Regions from separate parts of the Zea mays genome. Here region 2 is linked to region 1. Evidence: chromatin contacts called from public Hi-C data. All regions are on one chromosome and are shown on one strand. The core of a region is the stretch at or near the end of the contact, and the rest is flanking DNA. Distances in the headings are between cores, read along the strand shown. Region 1 overlaps LOC100192489 (putative protein kinase superfamily protein). Region 2 holds the start of LOC100284187.

The links. Hi-C and Micro-C count contacts between places; a contact is called where the count stands out from the background.
Region 2: a Hi-C map of ear shows a contact between it and region 1, with 1.6 times the contacts expected there. The contact joins the promoter of LOC100284187 here to the enhancer-like site in region 1. A contact is called at or near these places in 2 of 25 Hi-C or Micro-C datasets (ear and endosperm).

Annotation. Positions count from the first base shown.
Region 1 is chr4:164,425,933-164,432,523 of Zm-B73-REFERENCE-NAM-5.0, forward strand. It overlaps LOC100192489 (putative protein kinase superfamily protein), which reads left to right. Exons shown (of 18, transcript NM_001137709.1): 18 at 1-325. Among protein-coding and RNA genes, the nearest start is that of LOC100285750, 7.9 kb to the right of the region's middle. Within about 2 kb of position 2,664, at least 17 of the 20 cell types and tissues checked have an H3K27ac peak or open chromatin away from gene starts, as enhancers often do. A contact at or near this core is called in ear, where this site is marked.
Region 2 is chr4:165,023,790-165,030,540 of Zm-B73-REFERENCE-NAM-5.0, forward strand. It overlaps LOC100284187, which reads right to left and starts at 4,709. Exons shown (of 9, transcript NM_001157083.2): 1 at 4,596-4,709; 2 at 1,655-1,747; 3 at 1,430-1,458; 4 at 782-847; 5 at 349-456; 6 at 204-269. The coding sequence starts at 1,745. It overlaps LOC103653964 (Replication factor C subunit 3), which reads right to left. Exons shown (of 12, transcript XM_035967380.1): 7 at 6,747-6,751; 8 at 6,537-6,632; 9 at 6,274-6,343; 10 at 6,052-6,126; 11 at 5,922-5,967; 12 at 5,372-5,732. The coding sequence ends at 5,656.

The DNA.
Region 1 (6,591 bases), core at 1,414-3,913:
TCTGCAGGAGGGTGGAGGGATATGGTGTATAGTGTGCAGGAACCAGTGTGCCGAAGAGAGGCTAGCTCATCCTGAGCGTTTGCCTGTCGATGGTCGCGCGGATTTGCCATCGCCACAGTTTTGCTGCATCGAGTCATCTTAGGAATGGCTTTGCAAACTCCTTTGTGGAGTGCTAGAGCCTGCTTCGAGCCTTAACCCTCTTCCTGGCCTTCGATCTGCCTTTTGCCTGCGTCAACTTTGCCCCCATGTTTTAATAAACATGATGTGTGCTATTAATTTTGTCTTGTTCATATCTTGCTGGGATGGACGTTTCATGTTTGGTTTGAATGTACAGGTACAGTGCACAGGTGAGAACACCGTAAAATGCCAATTTCACGTACTGTATGCACATGAGTTGTCACTCTCCAATATGGATAAAGTATTATACCAAGTGGCGCTAGAAAATACCAATGTGGATGATTGGAAAATGTGAGCACGGTTAATCTGAGATCAGTACGATAATCAGTAGTAGTATAGTACTCCGTCCGTTTGAAAATAGTGGTTGTTTAAGCGAGTGTGGGGATCCTAGTTGGAGATTTATTCGCGATGAACATAGATGGAAAAGAAACGTCCCTCGCAAACGTTCGTGAATTTGTGGTGATTTTTGTTAGAACTTTTTTTGTCACGATAAATTTCCTGTTGCGATCCCTATGGGCACCGGGCACGAGAGAAAGAGAGCAGCGGTGGGCTAGCTAGCCCTAGGCAAACTAAGAGCAAGTTTAATAATATAACATCTAGCGGGTTTTATAGTGTTATCAGGTTTTATAGTGTTATCATGTCACATATAGCTAATTAAAAACGTAATCATATAATAAACCTCTCATTATATAAGCTATGCATTTAATATTTGTTTCATCTCTTTCTCTCACAAAGCGTCTTAGAATTTGTGAGCAACCCACTCTCATATGGCTATTAGTGAAAAGTCCACTTTCTCTCTCTATGTATTTACCTTTCTTACACATCGCCATAAATCTGGCATTGGCATCTCTTGTAGCTCGTCTACATCATCTCATCATGGGCGGACCTAGCCCCCTTACATACATGCAAGTCTATTGGAGAAGGTGTAGGGTATAGAAGAGAGGAGTAAGAAGAGAGAAAAATAAGTCTTTCGCTCCATTGGAGAACGAGGTACATGGTAGAGAGGAAGAGAGAAATAAGCCTCTACCAGCTTGTGCTATCTCCGCAACTGGTCACTAGAAAATTAGCCCCTTTAAATCTATTTCTAGGTTCACCACTTCATGTTATTATACTTGCTCCAAAGGTGGCATAACGTCATATACTCATATGTGTATGCGATCGTGTCGGGTTGGGTGCACACACTGCTTGTGTGCATCCTTTGCTAGAAAAAGGCCACTCGAACTCAGTGCTCAGTCCCCTTTAGAACGCGGAATTTTCCGTGTGTTTTTTCTATAAAAATAAAGCCATTTTCGTCAATTCGTGCATTCCAAACTAACACTCCAAACGTAGTTCAGTTCTGGTTGTTGCTGCGTGGGAGCGAAAAAAATGTTGTGCGTCCTAGATGTAAGGCTAGCTGCAGCGCCATCCGCTACACCCGCGCTCCCCTTTCCCTGTAGCGATTTAGAGCGACGCTCACGCTGCAGCGGCGCGCGCTAAACGGCTCCCTACGTGCTACAGGCGTAGGGGAGGACGCGCACGTCCCCCAGATCAAGGGGAGCACTGTAGCGCCCTCTTGCACAGTGCTCCCCTATTTAATAGTTGAACAAAAATAGAAATAAAAGATGAATAGGGGTAGATAATAATATTTTATAGTTGTAGTGGAGTATAGGGGGATAATATAGGGGAAACCGTTGCGGGAGATGAAAATTTAGGGGGTGAAATGTTGATGATGTGACGCAAAAAAGTGATATAAGGGGGAAAATTTAGGGGGAACGCTTGCGGATAGCCTAAATGGGGATGTTTGCAGCCCCTCGCAATTGCTGAATGGGCCCAACAAAGATGTCCAACCAGCTGGCTCCACGGCTTTGGCTTCAGGCGTTCTGGCTAAATCTTTTCGTGGCTCCATCATGCGGCTTTGTTTGATGAGCAGTTACGGCTTCACGTGTTGGCATAGCAACTCTCATGGTTATGGCCGAGAATCCCAACCTATCCCATTGGACACTGCAACCACCAGACCCAATCTCGGCCACCGATCCTATCTCCTATACAGCCGCCACCTAACCTATCTGCATCTTCCTCATCTTTCGCCACATCTAACCACATCCCCTAAGGGACGAAGCGATCGATAGCGATGAAGTGATCGGCGACGTCGATGTTCTTCGACGGTAGGGTTTCTATGTTTTTGTTGGATGTGGGAGGAGTCAAACGATCAAGGCTGACCTTGTCTTATTCCGTGTCGTCGTGAGCAGCGTATGGAGCCGTCCAACCGATGGACTTAGAATTTGCAAGCTTGATTCTCATCGGCTCAAGGCACTTCTTCGTTAGGCCCGTTCAGCATGTTGTGAGGGGATGCAAACATCTCGGTTTGCATCAAAGATGCACAACTTTTTTTAATGGGAGCATTTGTTCGTTGGGGAGCATGATGGCAACGCGACACTGCTTGAGTCTGTGACGTTGCTATTCCCCCAATGTCATGTAGCTATAGGGACTGCTTCAGCCCGAGAAAGGGATGTTGCGCTCTGTGCAGCTGAAAGCCAAGCCCAAACTCGACCCACCAGAGCAGACTTCAAGGCCTATAAAAGATCGTTTTCCCACCAGCTTCCTATATATTGAGAGGTGAAGGTGTAACAGGTCAAAGGATAACCCTAATCGCCGCCGCACCACAAGAGCCGTTTGTGGTGATTTCTGTTGGGAATTTTTTTGGAACGAGAATGGGGAGCTATTCGTGAACGATAAATTTCCCGTTACCATCTCTATGGGCACCGGGCACGAGAGAAAGAGAGCAGCGGCGGGCTAGCTAGCCTTAGGCAAACTAAGAGCAAGTTTAATAATGTAGCATATAACGGGTTTTATGGTGTTATTATGTCACATTTAGTCAACTAAAAGCTTACTTATATAATAAGCCTCTCATTATATAAGCTATGCATTTAATATATGTTTTATCTCTTTCTTTCACAAAGTGACTAGAATTTGTGAACAACCCATTCTCACATGGCTACTAGTGAGGAGCCCACTTTCTCTCTGTGTGTATTTACCTTTCTTACACATCGCTATAAATCTGGCATGACATCTCTTGTAGCTCATCTACATCATCTTATCATGGACGGATCTAGCTTCCCTTACATCCATGCAAGTCCATTGGAGAAGGTGTAAGGTAGAGAAGAGAGGAGTAAGAAGAAGAGACAAAAATAAGCCTTTCGCTCCATTGGAAAACGAGATACAGGGTAGAGAAGAAGGAAGGAAGAGAGAAATAAGCCCATTTAAACCTGTTCCTAGATCCGCCACTGCATGTTATTATACTTTCTTCAAAGGTGGCATAACGTCAGATTTGTATGCGATCATATCGGGTTACGTGCACACACTGCCTGCGTGCAGCCTTTGCTAGAAAAAGGCCACTCGAACTTGGTGCTCAGTCCCCTTCAAAGCGGATTTTTCCATGTGTTTTTTTTTGATAAAAATAAAGCCATTTTCGTCAATTTGTGCATTCCAAACTAACACTCCATACATAGTTCAGTTCTTGATGATGCTGCGTGGGAGCGGAAAAAAATGTTGTGCATTCCAGATGTAAACGGGGATGTTTGCAGCCCCTCAAAATTGCTGAATGGGCCCAACAAAGATGCCCAACCAGCTGTCTCCACAGCTTTGGCTCCAGGCGTTCTGGCTAAGGCCCTGTTTGGTTCCCTTAGTCACTAGACTAAATTTTAGTGACTTAAGTTTAGTCGCTAAAGTACTCCGTTTGGTTCCATTGACTAAACCGGACTAAAAGGCATTAATTGCTGTGAATAATGACTATTTTACCCCTATTAATTAATGAATGTTTGCTATAAGAAGAAAGTGGAGAGGACAAATAAGGTAAAAATACTACTTTAGTCCCTTTTAGTCATCCCTTAGTGACTAAAGAACTAAAATTTAGTCACCCCACTTTAGTCACCATGTTTACTTCTTTAAAGACTAAAAGTGACTAAACTTTAGTCACTAAACTTTAGTCACCCCAAACCAAACAGGGCCTAAATCTTTTCGTGGCTCCATCGTGTGGCTTCGTTTGATGAGCAGCTACGGCTTCACCTGTTGGCATAGCAGCTCTCATGGTCATGGGCGAGAATCCCAACCGATCCCATCGGTCACTGCGGCCACCAGACCCAATCTCGGCCACCGACCCTATCTCCTGTACAGCTGCCGCCTAACCTATCGGCATCTTCCTCATCTTTCGCCACAGCTGACCACATCCCCTAAGCGAAGAAGCGATCGATAGCGATGAAGTGATCGACGACGTCGACGTTCTGCGACGGTAGGGTTTCTATGTTTCTGCTGGTTGTGGGAGGAGTCAAACGATCAAGGCTGACCTTGTCTTATTCCGTGTCATCGTGAGCTGAAGCGTATGTAGCCGTCTAACCGATGGACTCAGAATTTGCAAGCTTGATTCTCATCGGCTCAAGGCACTTCTTCGTTAGGCCCGTTTAATAAGTTGTGAGGGGATGCAAACATCTCGGTTTGCATCAAAGATGCACAACATTTTTTTCATGGGAGCGCGATGGCAACACGACGCTGCTTGAATCTGTGACGTTGTTATCCCCCCGGTGTCATGTAGCTCTAGGGGCTGCTTCAGGCCGAGAAAGGGATGTTGCGCTCTATGCAACTGAAAGCCAAGCCCAAACTCGACCCACCAGAGCAGACTTCAAGGCCTATAAAAGATCGTTTTCCCACCAGCTTCCTATATATTGAGAGGTGAAGGTGTAACAGGTCAAAGGATAACCCTAATCGCCGCCGCGCCTCGCCCTTGCCGTATCGTAATTGCGGACCTAGCTATCCGATACGTGATCACTTCCTCCCTATACATATGGATACCTTAGAGGTGCTGCATCTAGAGCACTTGAGCGAACCGCGTGAAGACGTGAAAGGTGTCGCTGACTAAACGACACTTCTCAACACATTACCGATTGAACGACACTATTCAACGCGTTAACAACTGAACGACATTGTTGCTCGACACATCGCCGACTGAATGTATCTGCGCGTCTAGTGGTAATACCATGATCTATAACTATTGTAGTTCCTAATTTTATGAATTTGAAAATTTTGTTTTACGCTAGCGTAGTCTCTCCATAATCCTACAATACCTTCTTGCCAAGGGCTTTCTCAAAAGACCCTTATGCTTCATAGCCCTGGCAATGCCAACCTTAGGGCTTGTTTGGAAACAAAGTATTTTAAAACCATTATTTTAGAATAATACGATTTTAAGATGTCATTTTTTATATCACTTTTAGCAATACGTGTTTAGAAACAAATTATCTTAAACCATGATATTTAGTGTGTATATATATATATATACTGTATTTATATATTACACCTGGGTGCATTCAATATAGAGAATGCACCCAGGCCGAACCTACGCGTCAGGTCCGAGCCAACCATCCCACCTAGGCCGTCTTCGTTCCTCCCACACGTCTTCGTCCCTCCCGCACGCTCCCGACAGAACCTTTTCACTTGCCCACGCCCCTCTTTCTCCGCGAACGGCTCAACCTCTTCACATAAGTTGCAATCACACCAGACCAGCAGTTGCAATTACACCAGACAGCAGTTGCAATCACACCAGACAGTAGTTGCAATCATTGTTTGTTTTAACAGATTTTTGGACATAGTTATATAGAAGTTGCAATCACACCAGACCAGCAGTTGCAATTACACCAGACAGCAGTTGCAATCATTGTTTGTTTAACAGATTTTTGGACATAGTTATATAGAAGTTGCAATCGCACCAGACTAGCAGTTGCAATTACACCAGACCAGCAGTTGCAATCATTGTTTGTTTAACAGATTTTTGGACATAGTTATATAGAAGTTGCAATCGCACCAGACTAGCAGTTGCAATTACACCAGACCAGCAGTTGCAATCATTGTTTGTTTAACAGATTTTTGGACATAGTTATATAGAAGTTGCAATCACACCACACCAGCAGTTGCAATTACAACACATCAGCAGTTGCAATCATTTTTGTTTACATTTTTTAACAGATATTTGGGTAGAATTATACAGCAGTTGCAATCACACCTAATGCGGGGGACAGGGAGGCACGCTGACAGAGAGGCGCGCGGCGGCACGGGGACAGGGAGGCGCTCGGCGGCGGTGGGGGAGAGGGTGGCGCTCGACGGCGGTGGGGGAGAGGGTGGCGCGGGGACACGGAGGCACGCGGCGGCGGGGGGCAGGGAGGCGCGCGTACAGGAGGGCCGAGGACGTGCTCAGGGTGTTATTGCAGGTGGGTGCATTCAATATAGAGAATGCACCCAGATGCATTTTAGTGCCACCGTATATATATATATATATATATATATATATATATATATATATATATATATATATATATATATATATATATATGCAATGCTAGTCATAGACAAAAACTTTAGGTTGGAATGAAGTTTCAAATACTCCTAAAA
Region 2 (6,751 bases), core at 3,459-5,958, 600 kb after region 1:
ATAAGGTGCAAAGAATTCAGCCATGGGATAGAACTAATTTACGAGGAGAACTGCTATATTCTACAGAAAGATCTTATGCTGGCTTGGTCAAAACTGACACATCAAATGGTCTCAAAATTACGTGGAAGAACACAGTGAAATAGCCCCTAGCCAAAGGTAAAACAGAGCAAACACTATGGGATCAGGTGATGGAGAAACTAGACCTGATCGATCATAGGCATGAGCCCAATAGCACGAGCTCGCAGAAAACACCCAGGGACAACTTGTTCCTTCCAGAAAAAGAGCACACAATGTTAGCGTAAAGCTGATAACGGAAGGCTATCGAAATGCTACATAAACACATCACACCTGCATCAGTACGAGGACGTCCATGGGGTCGCTATCCTCACAGAGTGTGCGTGGAATGAAACCATAGTTATGTGGGTAAACAACAGAGGAGTAAAGGACACGATCCACCTGTAATAAGCAATCTCCGGTTACCTACTGTCAATGTGAAAAAAAGAATTGTAGCAAGCAACCCCACCATAACCCTTGGTGTTACTAATGGAAATATTGTCAATAACACATTATTAAGACATGTTCTTTTTTTTTCCTATATAGAGACTGCATTTTGTATGGAGCAGTGCCAATTGCATCTTGGCGTAGGCACACACATCAACGAGATTTCAGCAATACTGCTGTATCCAACAGGGAGTTCATGGTGCACATATTTACTAAGTGATTCCAAATTTAGAAACACCAAAACAAAATTTAATGTGCTGAACATGAAATAGGACCTCACCTTGATCAGACCAGATATCTTGTCCAACTCATACTTAACCTTGCTGCCTCTAGGAATCTCAACCACCTGGCAATTGAAAAAATGTGCACATAAACTTACTTTATAGGAATCAAGCAAGTACATGATAAGATAGTTTGAGATATGTCGAAGAGGGGTAAATAAAGGAGTGCAGGCTGCAGGAAATAATATGTACTGTACTAGACTAGACTACTAGCATGTAAGTATATCTTGTTTATACAAAACCGTTGATTGGTGAGTACTATACCCCAACAACACAACTCGAGGCACGATTGAGCTAGCACATCATGTATCTGTACTACAAGACAGTTTGAGATATGTTTGCACCAGTAGATCATATGTTCATATCATAGCCAAAATGATGTGCAAATTCAAAAATCATGAGACTGATTAGGTAGTGGTAACTTAAGTTCTATTGCCCCACAAGTTTCAATAGACCTAATATATGTAGGGAGGTTATAAAATATGGAGTCCATGACTGCTAAGCAGGCCATGAATATCGGTCCCTATTCACATATGAAGCTTAATGTAAGTACGAAGATAAAAAGCTTCAAATTGCTATCCATCAGTAAGATCAGAATTAAGAACACCAACCATATTTGTAAATTTACTAGTAAAAGTTAGACTTACACAATTGAACACTTCAGGAGCCTCTGGTCCTGCATTTGAAAGGTACACGATAAGGCAAAGAAAAAACAGCAAATCGCTTAGAGCAGAACACTAGTGCATTTTGATATTCTTAAAGACTTAAAACCATGAGGAGACCAGGGAAAGGAAAGGTGACAATACCATAGTCTATGAAACAAGTATAGCAAAATGATAGAAAGAAATGATGAAGAACAAGTGTTTTAGTACCTATCTCCAAATCATGCCATGGGTGAGCAGCAACATTTTTCTCGGACACGGAAGAAAGGATACCCTCATTGAGAGCAGCAGCTCCAGCCATGACTATGATTTAAGACAATTTCATGAATTCAACAAGTTCTATAATTCAAGAACCATAAGAGGCAAGTTAAATAGCTCACGCCACTTTGTTGAGTATGTGCTCAAACAATAGGTAAGCATTGCCTAAGTGAGTAAGTAGACTTTAGCAACCAACTTGTACAATTCTACACTAAAATTACTGGCACCATATCCATGACCTCACATTTTTTTCGAAAGCACAAGAGAATTGCCGTGGGCCCATGGCAAAAATTTACTCCCTCCATTCCAAAATATAGTTCTTTCTGGCCCACGTTTTTTTCCGTCCACATTCATTCCAATAATAATGAATATAGACATACATACAAACTACATTCATATGTTACTTAATGAATGTTTGATTAGTCTAAAACAAATTATATTTTGAGGTAAAAGGAGTATTAGATAGGGATGAGGAAAACCACACACAGAACAACTGAACAAAGCCGCCCATCCCTCCCCCCCCCCCAAATGAACAACTGAACAAAGAACTTCTTAGTTTCTTGCTTTGTTGTCATGTCGATTTGTCAAAGGAGAAAAAACTCTAAGGTTCCGTTTGTTTCATTGGAATTGAATTCCATTCTAATAATCATAATTTAGACACAAACTAATTAAGCTAATATATTTGTATATTATCCTAAATCATATGAGAGAGATAGTTATACACTACACTTATGCTATAGAGAATCAAGTAGAAGAGTGTGCTATAATTTGTATATTAGAAAAGTAGCATTCAAATATATAGAATCAATTTTCATCTCTCATCCTATAAATTTGAGGTTGATTTATATATAAACTTTGGAAAGTTGTGGGATGACTAATTCTAAAAAAATAGTCTACTCTATTAGTTTAGATTCCAATTCCTTAAAATAAAGGAACAAACCGGGCCTAATCAGAAACTGGATAACTTTTGGAGCCATCAGGCATGGAGAGTAAACAAATTGAGAACGCAGTCAACCTAGCACGTCGTGGATGGCCGCACCAACCATCTTGCGCCCTATGCAATAGACCTATAGAATCAGAACTCCATCTATGCCTAACCTGCCCCTTCGCTCATGAGGTCTGGAACACAGTTCTTGCTTGGGAAAGCTTTTCCCTGCCGCAACATGTGGATTTGAGCAACATCTCCAGCATTGGCGAGTGGTGAGAGAAGACGGAGACTCTCTTTCCGCAAGATCGCAAAAGGGAGTTCAATGGCCTGGTCATCTACACTACGTGGAACCTTTGGAAGGAGCGCAACCGAAGAATCTTTGAGCATCGCTCGCTGTCACCGCTCCGGATCGCAGGGAGAGTGAGAGAGTGTGTCTTGCTCTATAAAAGTGCGTCTAACCGCTTTGGCTTGTACTAGGGTTGCATGTCGTGTTCCTTCTTAGGTGCCCGATACTAAGACCTGAGTGTGTTCCTTCTTAGGTGCCCGATACTAAGGCCTGAGTAGCTCCTGCCACTTCGTTCCAAAAAAAAAATTGAGAACGCAGAAAAGCTCTGTCTCCTGAGTAACTTCAAAGCCATACAAAAGCAGAAAAGGACAAACGGAAAGTGGCCTTCTACGTTACTGCAGATAGCATAAAGAAAGATGCCAATGAACAATGCCAAGTGAAATTAATGTATGTACGGGATTGCCACAGGGCGCGATTTGATTAGTACATACATACTCAAGCTTTTTCTATGCAAGCTACCTAATCAAAACTAGCATGATCTTAGTCAAGCAATATACGAAGAGATGACATCAGTATCCTAAACAACTCCGCACGAGACAACATGAACAACCAAGTCCTGAACAATTGCAGCACCACCTTCTACAAAAATAGGAATCGTGCACACACGGTAGTGCTAGTACAAAAAAAACACATGCTCGCAAGTACTGAATAATCGCAGCACCGCCTTCTACAAACATGGAGTAGAACCAGATGGGAAACAGAACAATTGTCATCACCAAAAAAAAAAACAGAGGACGGATAGAGTGCCAACGAGGTTGTAGTGCAGTGCAGTGCTGCTACATGTTTATAGCAAACTCAGCATGCATAACAAGAAAGGGACGCTCTCGAAAAGTGAAGCAAACAAAAGCCACACAGCGTAATGATCCTGTCCAGAACAAATCGAAGCCGATCCAGAGTAACATAATTACATAACTCGATCGCCAGAGTAGCATAACTACCGAGCCGTGTAAACAAATCCACTATTGGTTTTACGTAGAGCAAAACCCAATACAGGAGTGAAATCAAAACAAGCCTAATAAAAAAAAAAGGATCCATGCGGAAAGTTCAGATTGAAATAGGATCTAAAACAAGGAAGAGCACATTCGTTGGTTATCAGAAGCATCCCAAAAGCGTATTTCCGAATTTCGCCAGACGTTTTTCCATTATACTACTGATAAAGTGGGGAACAAAAATGTTGATGCCGTTTGTGATACTACTAGCAGTAGTAAAGACTAGTACTGAAGGGCACCAGAGTTTAGGAAAAGGAATTAGGGAAAAATGAATCAGAAACAGGATATAAGAAAAACACATGAAACCTGCATAAAAACGTAGAAAAGGGGGAGGGGATCAACGAAGAGAAACGGTCGCAAACTAAACTACCCGCCTCTGATCACTAAATACATCACCAACAGATTAAGCACAGGAAAGCGCACCATAGAAGCGTCAAGGCCAAGCTAAGGACCCAACCGAACGGGCGCATGCGCATCGGCGAGAAACAAAAACACACACACACACGAACGCGCTCAGGGGGCAGGGCAGGCGCACGAAAACGGAGAAAGCAGCGTCATCAGAAGGTGAGAAGCACGAGCAAGCGATGGATCAGAGGGAAACAGGAAGGAGGAGGCGCCCTCGCCACTCACCGGAGCCGATCGGATGGTCCCTTCCCTGGCCCGGTGGCGAGAGCGAGAAGAGGCGAGTGGCGAGGTGGCGGAGCGGCCTCGAGTTCACTGCTGCTGTCCAGGGCTCCGGGGCTGGCTGACTGGCTCGAATCAAATGTGATATTTCCGGCAGCTATAGGCCTTCGCTTTATGACGGGTGGGCCCCGGCGTCCCATCGACTCATCGGACGGCCGCACGACCGTGACGTGGACGGTGCCGATCGCGCCACGCGAGGGATAACGCGCTTCAGGGGAACAGGGCGGAGTGGAAGGCTGCACACCGGCACCGCATCTGATTTCCCCGTCTCATCACAGGCCACGGCGGCGAAGGAATATACTTGGGAATCGGACGCCACGCCGTGGGAAGACCTCGTTCACCGCGGGAGTGGACCCTAGTCCCTAGACGCGGAGGCCGACGCCCGTCCGTACAGTCGCGGGTTCCATTCCGGGGCTTCGAGCATTCGAGGGCTCGAGGCCGGGGCCCGGCGAGAACCCGGGCGCGCTGCCTCCAACTGCTCCACCAGACTGGCACGGCACAGACCATGTCGGCTAGTGGCCGCCTAACCACTCGGACAATAAGCCCGCCCATGAAGCTGTCTAGTTCGTAATCGTAGCAGTCCAGCAAAAAGCGTGGCGTGCCGCCTGCGGAAGTTGTCTGCGGCCCATCCGTACTTCTGCTACTGGCTACTGCCTACTAGCTTGATACCCAAAACCTCCCTACCTTTTTTAAAAAAGAAAAGAACAAACTGATAGCCAAAATTCACGTACCTCAAATCAAAAGATTATTATACGTCCACTCCCAAACTTTTGCAACAAGATATTGCCAACACAGATGGTATAGCCGTATAGACATTTATTCGGCTGGACATATTTGTGTACTCAGTAGTAGCATATATGTGTACCATATAGTATATACATAGAACAAGAAAAACATGGACCATGACAGTTGATCACGTAAGGTGAATTATATAAAACAGAAAAACCACCACCACAAACGGGATTTCGACACGGCCGAACCGCACGAGGACATGCTCTGCCAGGTTTCACTGCGGCACCTCAGGAATCTTGGGCTCATGCGACATGCTCTTCCGGTGGATGCTCATGAACTTGGCAACGAATTCTGAACAAAGAGAAAACGATACTTCAGGGAATTCCGGTGGTTGACAGAGCCAATGGAAGACGACACGTAAATGCACTGACAATATGCCTTGTCCGATAGCAACTCAAATGGACCCCGTGCCCAAAATACAAAAGAAAACTTTCTAGTACCACAAGCACTAGTTATTGGAATGCAGGGGAAATAAATTACCTTCCAATTTAAGCAGAGCACTTGCACCAACAGGCAACCTCTTGTCCTGAAATTCATTATTCTCATATATTAAAATTGCTCACCAGGGAAGTGCATGCTGAACTGGATGGTGTGAGAGAGACAAGCTCACATAGTAGGCATGCCAATAGTAGACTTCCCTCTTCACGCCAGTCTGAATTCCCTTCAAGAAGAGTTCTACGAGCTTCTGCAAGAGATTTGAGAATGAAGTTCATATGCATAGTTATCTCTGTTGAGAAAATAGTATTCCTGAAGCACAAAATAAATAAATAAATAAATAAATAATAACAATAATTTACCTGTAACAATATAATTTCTAGTTTGCATAATTTACCTGGAGTATTAGTTTAGGAGGTACAAATTCCACCAGGAGTTTTTGGAGCTTGCCTCGTGCCAGAAATAACCTACACAATTTTTCCCCATCTGTTATGCAAATGGACTAGTAGGATGCAATCACACAAACTGTTGCACATAATGACAAATATTAAGTATTTAAGTCACCAAACAGTATATTCATTGTAATAGCTTAACCTCCCAATGAACAAAGAATAATATGAACATTCAACAGTTAAAATTCTTCTAATTCTACAGTCAGACCTTTTAGGGGCAGGATCATCCAAAATTTCTACTGCAAGTTCCTCCAGAACCTCCTCCCATCCTAGTGGTATAGCTTGTCCATCAATGAAGGGATAACTGGGTAAATTGAAAGGGAAACAAAAACAAAATTAGATACTGATGAAATATAATGAACAGACCTAGCGCAGTGATGAGAAGCCTTTTCATGCTAGAGGAACACGGTGATCGTACTTGTT